2 separate regions of the Dromaius novaehollandiae genome follow, and region 1 is linked to region 2. Evidence: chromatin contacts called from public Hi-C data. All regions are on one chromosome and are shown on one strand. The core of a region is the stretch at or near the end of the contact, and the rest is flanking DNA. Distances in the headings are between cores, read along the strand shown.

Region 1 (6,098 bases), core at 2,434-4,933, 210 kb after region 2:
ATTCACAGTTTGAATCAGCACCGTATTCCTTTTGTGCAACATTTAAACAGTATTGTCTAAATTTGCACTAAGAGAAGTTACCAGGAATTCAAACTAACAGCTGTTGAAACAGAATTAACTGGTTTTGCTTGAGGTTTTATAAGCACTTCTGAACACAGTTGGTAATACGGTTTTAAGCTGGCTGAGCTCAAGGCAGAAGTGAGCAACACAGCAGAACAGGTTTTTCCTCTCACCATCACTTTCAGGGGAATAAAACTTTACCATCCAGCATAAAGCACTGCATCTTTTGCATTATATTTTTTAGGCTATGTCGACTATAGAGACATGTTAGGGAAACCACAGTAATCCCTCGCATTGTTCCTGACTTTTTTCCTAGCATCTTTGGGGGGGGGGGGGGGGGGAGGGGGAATAAGAACATTTTGAAACGAATAGCCATTGTTAAGGTAAAAATAATCCAGTCTTATAAAATTCCTCTTCCGTCAGAAGGGAAAAACCTTCTAAAATATATATTCAAACATACATGTAGGCTGATTATTTGTTTCAATGCAGCTACACACAAATCTACCAAGTAGTACGATGTCTGGAGTGTTTGTGCTTTACTACAACGTTCTAACAGTTGGGCTGAGAGAAGGCTAGGGAATATTTAAATTTAAGCAAAAAATCCTTAAATGTGAGAGGAAAAACTATTCTTTTGCATTTTCAAAGGAAAAATCCCCCCAATCCCTAAATTTGGGGGAAACAGTACAAAGTGAAATTTCAGTATACAATGTCTACAAACTTAGAATTTCAGTGCCTGAGAAAAAACTATTTTACACAAGGATTAAGTATGTATTTATTAGATGGTTATGATCTTGTGATATGCACACATTTCACTGTAATGATTAAGTACACTTTTAATATTAGAACTCACTCAAGGTCAAGCCTTTACGGTATGCGAAACAAAACAGACAATATAGAGAGAACCAATTCTGAGGCATGGCACTTCGACAAATGAAAAAAAATGCACACAGAATAAAATCAGTACGATTTGGATAATGTAAAACCAATTAATTCCTAGTAACCGAAGAGGATTACAGAGAAGAGAAGGTAATGTAAGGAATCGGGGAGGCAAGTGTGCCAGCCCTATTTTGAGGAAGAAAAAAAAAAAAAAGAGCTCCCTCCCAATACATTAAGATATCTCCTGAAAAGCAGAGTCATTCCTAGGCTGCTCTCCAACCTCCTTGAGTCACTATCTGCAAAGTAACCATGACTCCAGTCTTCTTGGATTTTGTTAAAGAGGCACTGACCTTTTACCCTAGTATATATACAGAGCAGCAGGACTACTTGGTTTCAAATAGCTCCCCAAAAATCGGGCGGTGTATGATATATTAAGTATAGTCATTTATCAGTTTTAGATATGCTGATTTATCTTCACTACCTAATTGCTCCCTCTGAAAAAAAACTCTTTATATGTAACAAAGTTATCCAGTATCTAGTAAGGCAGCGCTGGAAATAATTTAGAACAACAAATGAGTTTCAGATGTTAAAAATATTATTTAATTAAAGAAACATAAATCATACCAAAAAAGTTAAGTCACTTAGCTAATACATTCGCATTTATTTTAGAATATACTCTACATCTGAATAAAAAAAGTTTTAAATAAACTCCCATACATGTACAACCAGGGAACCCTTCATCCTTCCAGTGACACAGGCATGTTCACGAGTCCACTGGGCTTCGTCCCGGGTAATGTGAGTACTTTTACACCAGTGTTGTTATTTTCATTGGCTTTTTTTCAGCCTCATACTGGCCAGCTACACAACCGGCTCATACACGTACAAGTTCAGCCTGCCCATTTAGAGAGGCGCAGCGACTGCTCACCCCAGACCATACAAAAAAAATTAATAAAACTAGTACTGATTAATTTACATCTCTGTTTGTGCGTCGGTAAAAATAACTGCAGTTCTAGGAGCATGCGAGGAGACCTTACGCTTCATGTACACACGCGTTTATCATCGTTATAAAAGTAGTGCAAAACAGGAAAGCGCCGCCGGCCGCCGCCCGCAGGGGGAAGCCCCGCTGCCGCCACCGGCCCCGGCTCCGGGCGCTGCCGCCGCCGCCGCCGCCGCCTCGTCCTCCCGCGCCGCCCAACGCCCCCAACCGCCACCGCCGCGCTGCCCTCCCGCGCCCCTCCCCCCGCGGCCGCGCTCGCCCCCCGCCATCTTCACCTCCCCGCCCGCCGCGGTGCCGGCGGCGCGGCGCGGCCCGCGCTCACTGGCCCCAGCTGCTGAAGCCGATCTCCTGCTTGTATCGGTTGGTGAGCACATTGGCCTTGCGGGTGAGCTTGGAGAGCACCGTGTGGAGTCCGCTGAGGTGGTAGTGGAACTGCTGCTCCAGGTCCTCCTCCGCCTCGCCCTCCTCGGCGAGGCCGCGGCTAATGTCCGCGGCGGGGCCGCCGCTCAGCTTGTCCTTCTTGCGGCCGGCCTCCTCGCCCGCCTGCTGCTGCACCACGCCCCACTCGATGTCGTTGCGGATGGACTTGAGCAGCATGTAGTGGCTGTACATGTCCCTGCGGGAGAAGTAGGCGCCGGCGTTGGCCGGGGGCAGCGCGGGGTCCCGCTCGGGGCACACGCCGCCCGCCGCGTCCAGCTCCTCCAGCAGCAGCGGCACGTCGCGCAGCAGGCTGGGCACCATCACCGTCTGGTCCATGTTGTTGACGGCGCCGATGAAGCGGTTCATGGCGTTGAAGAGCGAGTACTTCTGGCTGTACGAGTCGCAGATCTGCATCATGGCGGCGGGGCGCAGGCGGCGCTGTCAGGCGGCGGGGACGGCGGCGGCGGGACTCCGCGAGCGGCGCCGGCTGCGGGGCGAGCGCGGGCGGCCAAGCCTTCCGGAGGGCCGCCTCCTCCTGCTCCTCCTCCTCCTCGCTAGAGCCACCGGCCGCCACCAGCTGCCCTCCGCCGCGGGCTCGGCTCGGCGGCTGCTTGCGACGCCCGGAGAGAGTCCTGCTGGGATGCGAGCGCGTAGCGCGCTTAGATTAAGGGCTGCGGAAGCTCATCTCTCTCTATCCCGCCTTCTAGTCTCCTCCCGAAACCGCTCTCCCGGAGGCGCATTCTTCTCCTCCCCCACGCCGGCTTTATCAGCAACCCCATCTCCTTTTTTAGGCTTCCCCTCCCCGTCGTTTCTCTTCGCCTTTCCGCCTCCCCCCGCAAGTCGCCCGCCTTCTCCTACCCCCCCCCCCCCGCGCTGAGGGCCTCCCAGGACGCCCCGTGAAGGCGCTGGCGACCGGGGCTTTCCGCTTCCCTCGCTCCAAAACGAGACGAGACGACACAAAAAGCGGCTCCCTTCAGGCCCCGCCGCACGCCGGTGCTCACGGCGGCACGGGAAGGGTGCCCCGCTGCCAAATTAAAACACAAGCGGCTGCAAGTCAGCGCGGCTCGGCTTGAAGCAAGAGACCGGCGGAGCGGGTCCGAGGCACCCACCGTGGTCCGGAGCCGCTCACCGCCCCGGGTGCTGCTGCTGGTGCTGCTGCTGCCGCCGCCGCCGCCCGCCTCGCCGGGAGCCCGCGCCGCCCGCTGCAACCCGTAGCTCCGCTCCCATCCCAGGTGCGGTATTTATAGCGCGTATCTTAAAATAAGGTGTTCCCCAGTGCCAGCCCCCGCGCAGCGAGTCACCATAAAGGCGGCTGCCGCTGACCGCGAGTAGCTCCGCGGCGAGGCGGGCGGCGGCTCCGCCTCTCGCTGGGGGAGGGCAGTGGCGCTGGACCCGTGCCGAGCGGAGCCGGGCGGCGGCTCAGCCAGCCCGCCGCTCCGAGAGGAGCCACCGCAGTCCCGGCGGGACCTAGTGAGCGTCCCGGCTGTGCAGACGTTAGCGCAGCAAATGCCGGGCTCAGTCCCCGGGGGAAGCAGGACGTCAAGAAAGGACTTTCTCCCCGTCTCCACCCCGCGACGAGGAGCCCCGGCCGTCACTTGAGCAGAAGGGGTGCACTGGCGCTGCGCGGTTTGCGGCGGCCGTCCCCGCCGAGCGGGAGGAGGCTAGTTCCCCGTCACCCTGCCCGGAGAGGAGTCGTCTAGGATCCACCTCCGCCTTCACCCCAGCCATGTTTAAATTCCTCCCCCACAGCCCCGGGCGGAGAGACCAGCCCGCCGCAACCCCCCGCTCGCGTGGGGCGCGCCGGCAATGAGGAGCGCTTTGTGCACCGCGCTCGCCGCCGCCCTGACAGCGCTACAGACGCCGGGGGCTGCTGCCAGCCCTCCCCCCTCCCCCAGAAGCAGCGCTCGAGTGGTCGCCGCGGCGCTGCACCGCCCCCATCTCCCGCCGTCGCTAGGCAGGGGCGCGAGGCCGTTGGCGGGGCGGGGCCGCGGCCAGCCGGGGGGCGAGGGGGGGCAGCGGACCCGCCTGACTGACAGGGCAGGCGGCAGCAGGGACACGCGGGCGCCGCGTGCTGTCCCCGCTCTACACGGCTGCCCATTGGCTGCAGCGCGCGTGACGGGCTGCCCGGCCGGGAGATAATGCCGCGGCAGCCCGCGCGCCGCGCCGTCCCCGCTCCGCGTCCCCCGGCGGGGACACACAGTCGACGCGGGCAGCCGAGGAGCCGCGGCTCCCGGGGCCCCGCTGCCCTTCCCCGCTTCGCCCCGCCGTGCCGGCCCGGGAGGAGGGGGCGGGGCAGTGCGCGCGCCCTGCGGGCTGCCTTTGTGTGATGGCCAAGGCCGCGCGAGCCGCCTGGCAGCAAGCGCGGGGCGGTAGCGACCGCCGGCATCACCCCACAGCCTCACCTCCGGGCCCAGCCAATCGGCGGGCGCCCCTCTGGCCCGACGCTGCCGCCACGTGCCAATCAGCGAGGCTTGGCAGCAGCCAATCAGACGCGGCCCCCCCTCCGCAGTCTTTCTCCGCCGGCTCGGGCGACCCTGGTAACAATCTGGAAGAGCGGCCGTGGGTCACGTGGGGTAGAGCGGTTGCCGGCGGGGAGCGGGGGTGGGGAAGGTGGAAAACGGCGCGCGGGAGAGAATGGTGTTGAGCGCGTTGCCGTGGCAACGGATCAACCACAGGCAGGGGCGGGGCGCGGCGGCCCCCTCCTGCCCCGCCGAGCTCGCGGAGAGGCGGCGCGGCCGGCGCGGCCTGGCTGCCCGGCGCCCCGAGGGAACCCGAGGGAACCTCACGGCCGGGAGTACCCGCCGCTCAACGGCCGCGGCCGGCTCTCCCCTCCCCGAGCGGCTGCCAGGCTTAACTAGGACAATTTCCTCTCCCAGCTGATGGACAAAAATACACCACAGCTTTTGGCGCTGGCGCAGCCTTAACAACGAGTGTTTTGTCGGCTGCAAAGAAACATTACGTCCTTGGGGGGGAGGGAGGAGGAAAAAAACCCACATCCATATGAAGATTACAGGCCCCAAATAACCCTCAGACAAGCCGAAGAAAACAGCGGGCCTCTGATGAACGGAGGCGTTGGATGTTAGCGTGGGCCCTGTAGCCTTTGTTTGGAGGATTTGGGGGGAACAGATAAAACCCCGGAGCCACACTGTTCATACTACCGGGGAGCCTAGTGTTGTGGAGAGGAGTACAAGCCTAATTCCTCCGAAAGGATCAACCCCGTAAGTCGCTGGGAAAGGCAAATCGCAACGGCCGCTGCAAGCAGAGGGTAGAATGACAAGCAGCCCTACATATGTATAATCATGCAAGTATATATTTCCGTGTGCAGCGTGGTGGGAGACAGAAAGACTAAAGAATTAGCAAATAGTTGAAATGTTAAAATGGATCAGCCTGAGCAGCTGCAGTCCACCCACAATCTTGATTTCGCACAATGCACTTTATTGGCTGTTATACTGTTGTATTTCTGCTAGTATCTGCTTGGAATAGAAAATCCATTGCAGCAGGGCCCAGTAAAACAGGGCTCCTGGCCGGGGTGCTTGGTTCCTACTATAATGCAGATGCTCACAAAATAGAGGTCAGTGCCTCCATTTTCCCCACAGCCTCTTCTATTCTAGTTACTCCTCAGTTGCCTCAGTCATCAGCTCTTCTCCCCAGTCCCCAGCCTGAAGGGAGAAGATTAATTCCACGTGAATTAAGTGACAAATCAACTTTGAAAAAAAATAAGCTCCAAATAGTAGCCATTCAAATC
Region 2 (6,119 bases), core at 2,891-5,390:
TCCAGAAAGCGTGAGGCTGGTGGGGATTTGTACCCTGACATCTCATTTTGTGGCTTCTTCTCCCTACCCTGTGCATATCGCCTGCCTGCTGAAAATGAAAATGTTTTTTGCCGTGGGGCCTGTATGTTCTCACCTGCTCTTACAGCACCTGGGACACTGAGTGTTAAAACATTTAAATATGACATTTAACAATAAATGGACTCATCTGGTATTCACAACTCTTTTATTCAAAGCACAATATTTACAGTCACTACATTGCCTTAAATCTATGGCGTAAAGGCTCTCCCCTGACAAGGTTTACAGACTCACGGGATATAAAGCAGCAGTGCGATTTTGGGGGATGGCACGCTGGGCTGGAGGGAAGGAGCACTGCCTGGGCACCAGCTGCTCTCTGTGGCTCCTGCCTGGTTTTCCCCCTGGGACCCAGATGCTGGGGACACAGGCGAGCAGGCAGCAATCAGCACGACCACATTAGGATCTGCAGCACCCCACCGGCAAGCCCCGGGTCCAGCTCCGACGGCTCAGCTAGGAGCCACTCGGGACTGCGTGCCTCTGCCCTGGGACGTGCTGCTAGGTGGGCAGCGGCACTGCGGCACAACCCTCTGGGGTTCGGCCCCTGCGGCTCTGCGTGCTTGGCTGAAGCACCTTCGCTGGGAATATAGCTGTCTGGGGCTCCCCACGTGGGTAATGGAGCTGAACGGCCTCCTGGAGGCACTTCTCTGTCCCAGTCATGGAGGGGGCCGAGGGCAGCGGGTTTGCAGCAGAGCCCCGGTGGAAAGCACGGCGAAACCTGAGCTCAGGCAGAAAGTATTTAGCTAGTGGCACATGCTGCTAATGGAGCGACATAAGCCAGTGCCCTCCTCCCAGTGAGGTTTCGCAGCTCCACTTCAGTGTCATCCCTGTGCCAGCAGGGATGACCTGGAGAGCTGTCTTGGTTGGTGGAACCTTATGGATACCAAGGCCCCTGTCAATACCCCGCAGAGCTGCCTACCATGCTGGCCCCAGTAGCTTTTCCTTTGGTACAGCAAAACCCCCCTAGCTGAGCAGGGGCTGGTGGCCATCTACAGCAACAGGCGTCTCAGCCCCTCGCCAGGGTGCCCAGGTGGCTCCCCAAGCCCTCAGGCCCAGGCTCCTACTGCAGAGAGTGCCTGCAAGAAATGCACAAGCTGCTGATGGCCTGGGAGTGCAGCCCATTGCCTGGCAAGTCATTCCCAGCAACTCCTCCACTGTAGCAAGGCATTTCTGCCAGTCCTTTCTCCCCTTGCTGCCCTGAACCTTGTCCTTCTGCTCCACGTGCAAAAGCTCAGCCAGGTTCACCCAGGAGGAGAGAGAAACAGCACCACCAAAGAGAAAGATAGAGGAAGCCTTTTTAAAGAGGCAACAGATGCCGAGCTGGCTCCCCCACCAAAGCGATTTTCCATGTCAAAGTCCCAGCACTGCCTTAAAGTAGGGAGCAGCTGGTGTTCACCTTGCTTAGCAATCTGGGCTCCTGCCTTCAGTGCTGGCAAATGCAGGGTGCCCAAGGTCTGGTCACTCCTGTCCCAGAGGATTTATAGGCTGTTTTAAAGCTGGTGGGTCCCTCCCACCAAAAAAAAAGAAAAAGAAAAAAGAAAGAAAGGAAGTTTATGCTCCTTTGAGGGACTCAGTGGAGTAGCCAGAAAGTGAAGAAAACCAAGGTGCTGCTCCATAGCCCAGCTGGGTGTTCGGATGCTGGCTGAGCCCTTCCCTGGAGGCAGGGAAGCAGCGGCCACAGCAGGACTGCGGTGGGTGCCCTCGTCCTGGCAGCGAGGTAGACACCTCACTTGCCCCTCCTTGCGCCCATGCAAATGTGTGCTCGGGAGCCTTGTTGTCCCCCACATGGAGCTTCATCGCCCTCATCATGTGGGATAGCTGCTGCCAAGCCCCCCTTCAGCAGGACGCCAGGCGGGTTTACAGCAGAAGTTGGTGTGTGTTGCATATAAGTGGGATAAAACCTCCCCTCACTGGATCGCCTCTCCTGCCTGTCTCACATGCCGCCGCGCAGCCTGCATTGCAATGTGGGCTCGGCGCAGTCTCAGGCTGGGGTAGCTCAGACGCACGGCAGCAGCGTAGGGGAGAGGATTTCTCTGTTCCCTGCTGGCTGCAAAGCAGTGGCGCAAATGATCAGGTGGTATAAAAATGAATCCACCCCCCCCGCCCCAGACCTTTATAAGAAATGTAGGATATTAATAATAGCCAGGATATTGCTTCAGCAAGAGGTTTGGGCCATTTGAGCGGATAGCAGATGAAAAGAGGAGGCTGGGATCCACACTGAACTGGCCTCTGTAGTGGCATTACAATACTTAGCCAATCAATCTCCATTAGAGTTCACAGCCCCTTTGATCAATCTCATCTTTAAAAATACCAATGCTCTGGAAGACTCAGGAACTGCTCAATGCTCCTTCATTATTTTCAAGCCATTAAAAAACAGAAATATTAGCTGCTGAACACTTTTTCCTTGTATTAAAATAAAATGCATAGGAAGCACAATGTTAAAAAAGCAGCTGAAAATGATTAAAAATAACAGAGTGATAAAAGTAAAATTGTTTTTTTCTAAAAATGTTGGCGTGTTGTGTTGCCATGGGTATTGTATTCATATGAATGAGCTCAAAGTGCCCTGCTACCTGTGTCTGTGTTGAACTGTGTGCGTCATTATAGATGGCTGTTGCATTAAATCCAGAAGGATTGCCTTCTGTTTGTGCAGAAACAAGGCTTTCTTCTATTGTTATACAACACAAAGTGATTATTGTATAAAGCAGGCTCATCTGAGATGCGTTTTGGTACACAGGAGGGGTTTTTTGGCTGTCGCGCATTTTCTTTTCTGGAGACTCCTGTAAACGGGTGAGCCAGACTGCCCTGATTCCCGTTAGCTCCAGCCCTGATCTTTTCCAGAAACACCGCCGAGCCCTGCAGAAGTGTTTCTGAGCTCGCAGCATACCCACTCCACCCTGCACTTCAGCTTATGGGGTATGGTGGGTATGTGGTTTACGGGTTTCTTTACTGAACTGGCGTGTGCTCGACTGACACGCATAAGCGTTTACACAGCTTGACACCGACGGAGGCCTGGCCAGAGCTGCAGAAAAATCCTTTGCTGGAGTCCTGCTTTTCTTTCTCTGCAGTGCTCTTTGCCATAATGGCAAATCGTATCTCAGTGGTAGGCCTGTGGTAACCAAACCAAAGCCTAATTTTTACTTTAGCCACAAGAAAGGATGCTTGTATTTCTAGCAAGGATTGAAAGAGATCAAAAATGACACTCTGAAAGCTTTGTGGGGTCTCTTGTGAAATGACTAGATGGTTTCAGGCTGCTTCTTCGTGGAGAGTTTTTATTTGTAAGCCAGCTATACATCGGATAGGCTTGGTAGGTCCTGAACGGACATGAAGGCTAAATGCTTCTCCAGCGTGCTTGAGGAATCCACATCCAGTAACCACCAAAGGCTGTTTTCCACTGGCCTTCACTCTGTTCTGTGATGACTAAATTGGTGGACTCTTGGATTTTGCCAGGATCTTTCGGCTGAGTCCCATCCTGGCACGAGGACATGAAGCAAATAGTCATTACTCCTTCTCTGCTTTCCACACCTTGGTTTCTACGCAAAAGTTGATGCCTGTGGGTCAAGGGGAGATAGCAGATCCTAGGATCAGGTCCCTGCCTGAGTCAGCAGGACCCTGAGGCAGGACCAGCCTCAACACAGGCTGAGAGGATCAATCCCCCATTCCTGTGGGCTGGCACTTGCAAACACAACAAAACCTGTTTAACTTTGAGAGAAAGCCTAGGTGGAAATTTTTGCTGGTTAAACACAAATCTGTCACCATTTGCTTTCTAGGGAGAATTTACAGACGTGGACGGGGCCTAAAACTGGGGCAAAAATCACTTCAGCATGTGTAAAAGTGTAAGGTTTCTCTTAGCCAGGCACACTGAGGCCTTCTTTTCCATTCCCTCTGCTGGGTCTCTTGCCAGGCTGGTGCAAAGCCAAAAGCAAGAAAAGGCTGAAATTAAAAGGGAATTTGGATGCTTAGTCAAAGCTTATCTGAACTCCGTTGGTTTGCAGAGCAGGGCTGCGCAGCCAGCTCTTGCGAGGCTTCTTATGAAACGCTGGCTATTTCTTGCTGTTTTTTCCAGCCTTCCCAGCTGTGAGCTGAGCTCCTCGCGCAAGTCTGGCACAGATCCAGCTGGAAGCCAGCAGCGCTGAACCGCCTCCGCACGAAGCAAAACAGGCTGGGGGAAGCGGAGCAGGGGCAGGAAAGGGACTGGACTTGCTGGAGGCGGCTGGATTTAAATGCCTGGAGTGCCTTTACCTGGCGCTGGGGTTGCAGTTTTGGTGGGGAAAGACGGTTGCTCACGCGGACCTCACTTGAGTGAGGACAGAGAAAGGCTGAGACAGGTCACTATAGCCTTATACACTGCAACAGCCCCCACGGGCTCCTCTGAAATTATTAGCAATGACAAACCTCCCATGCGAGATTTGAAAAATGGAGCCCTGGAAAATCCTGGAAACACATGCCTCTGGATTTGGGGGGAGCTGGTGCGAATGTGGAATCTAACCCTGATCCAAGTCCACACCTAGGGAGGGATGAATGTATGTGCTTAGGATGTGCTGGTTACAGTCTAGTTGTTAATGTGGCCCCTTTCTTCCAAATGGAGAGATCCTTGGCTATTGCAGAGCAGGAGGGTTTGAAAATGGATTATTATATATCGGACATAGCAGCAGCTGGAACCCTTCGTGGTACATGGCAGCGCAGGTGAATATTCCTATCTGAAAGCATAGCTTCTGACGATTCATCAGTAACAGCGTATTTTCTGACATCGCCCAAACATTCATGCTGGAACAGCTTCATAGCAAGACTCTGCTTTCTCTGCAGAAGCCCAGATATACAGCAACAGCTCCCAGAACGGCAAATTTGCCTTGCTCTTCCTTTAATTACTTCACTGCTTAAGGAAAAGAAAAACTGACACACTTTTCTTGCAAGTGGAGATTAAGCAGAAATTCAGCTCCAGCTCTGAACAGCGTACCTTCCAGCTTTGATTTTAAACAAACAACAACCAAAAATCCCTGATGCCTGGAGTCAGCAACTTCAGACCACATGGAGGTTCCCATGTCGCTAGCCTGATTTTCAAAGGTGATGAGCTGCAGCGGGCCCCCTAACCCTGGCAGAAATTGCCTGTATCAGAATAAATAGATAAATAAATAAATAAAAGAGTCAGTACAGACACTGGACCCCAAGCCTTGGCTTCTGTTGCAGCTTTTTCTTAGCAACCTATCCAGCAGATCTGTGTGTATGATCAGCATTTTGGGTCGGAGCTGGAGCTGCAAGTGACTACAGACAGACCAGGCTTGCCGGGCGCTTGGTCCGAGCTGGCTCAGAGGCTGACGCAGAGGCCAGATCCCCCACATGTCTGGAGCTGGACCCCAGCTGACATGGGGCTACCTGACTTCTGGACCGGACACAGCTTGTGTCGAGCCAGCTGGAGTGGCTGGAGAAGACGGGGGTCTGTCTGCACCTACCTTCACAGCTGTGCCCTGAAAGGCTGCCATAGACCAATATGGTTTACCTTGCAGGGGTGCATCTTTGTCAGGTCGCCCCCCCCCCCCCGCCCCCCGATCACTGCGCTTTTCAGGTTCATCTGGAGATCAAGAGAAAAAGGTTCTGCTCCTTAAATCCAGAAACAGTGCTAGATTCAAAAAGGAACAAAAGATATGTCTCTACTGCTTTCACCAGAAAGGTGTAAGGACACCCCAAATACTTCAGGAAATAAAAACAGTGCACTAAGGCACATAGTAAAAAATATTAGAGGAGCAGGGGTTCATTTGTTCATTTGCTGTGGAAAGGGACTAAAACACGATATTTCACCTTGCAGGACACTGTCCAGCTATTAGCCAGCAGGGCATCCTGGAGGGATGGGGGGTCACGGTCTCCCCCTCACCTGCTCCTTTATAAATAATGACATCGCCGCAGAGTTGGGGGAAACCATGAGGAATGCCACAGTCTCGGGGGAGAACATCCGCTTGGAAAGGCGGAGTCCCCACACCAAGGAATACTTAATGCGCCAGCATTAGCTAATCACTGATTTATATTTAACCACTTGGAGGGCATAGTATATATGT

What was found. Hi-C and Micro-C count contacts between places; a contact is called where the count stands out from the background.
Region 1: a Hi-C map of liver shows a contact between it and region 2, with 10 times the contacts expected there. The contact joins the promoter of MID1IP1 here to the enhancer-like site in region 2. A contact is called at or near these places in 2 of 4 Hi-C or Micro-C datasets (brain and liver).

Annotation. Positions count from the first base shown.
Region 1 is chr1:125,966,555-125,972,652 of bDroNov1.hap1, forward strand. MID1IP1 (MID1 interacting protein 1) reads right to left here and starts at 3,684. Exons shown (of 2, transcript XM_064497629.1): 1 at 3,463-3,684; 2 at 821-2,985. The coding sequence starts at 2,770. The coding sequence ends at 2,252. LOC112985480 (a long non-coding RNA gene) reads left to right here and starts at 4,204. Exons shown (of 2, transcript XR_010385123.1): 1 at 4,204-6,098.
Region 2 is chr1:125,760,126-125,766,244 of bDroNov1.hap1, forward strand. No RefSeq gene overlaps it. Among named protein-coding and RNA genes, the nearest start is that of MID1IP1, 210 kb to the right of the region's middle. Within about 2 kb of position 4,141, at least 1 of the 2 cell types and tissues checked has open chromatin away from gene starts, as enhancers often do.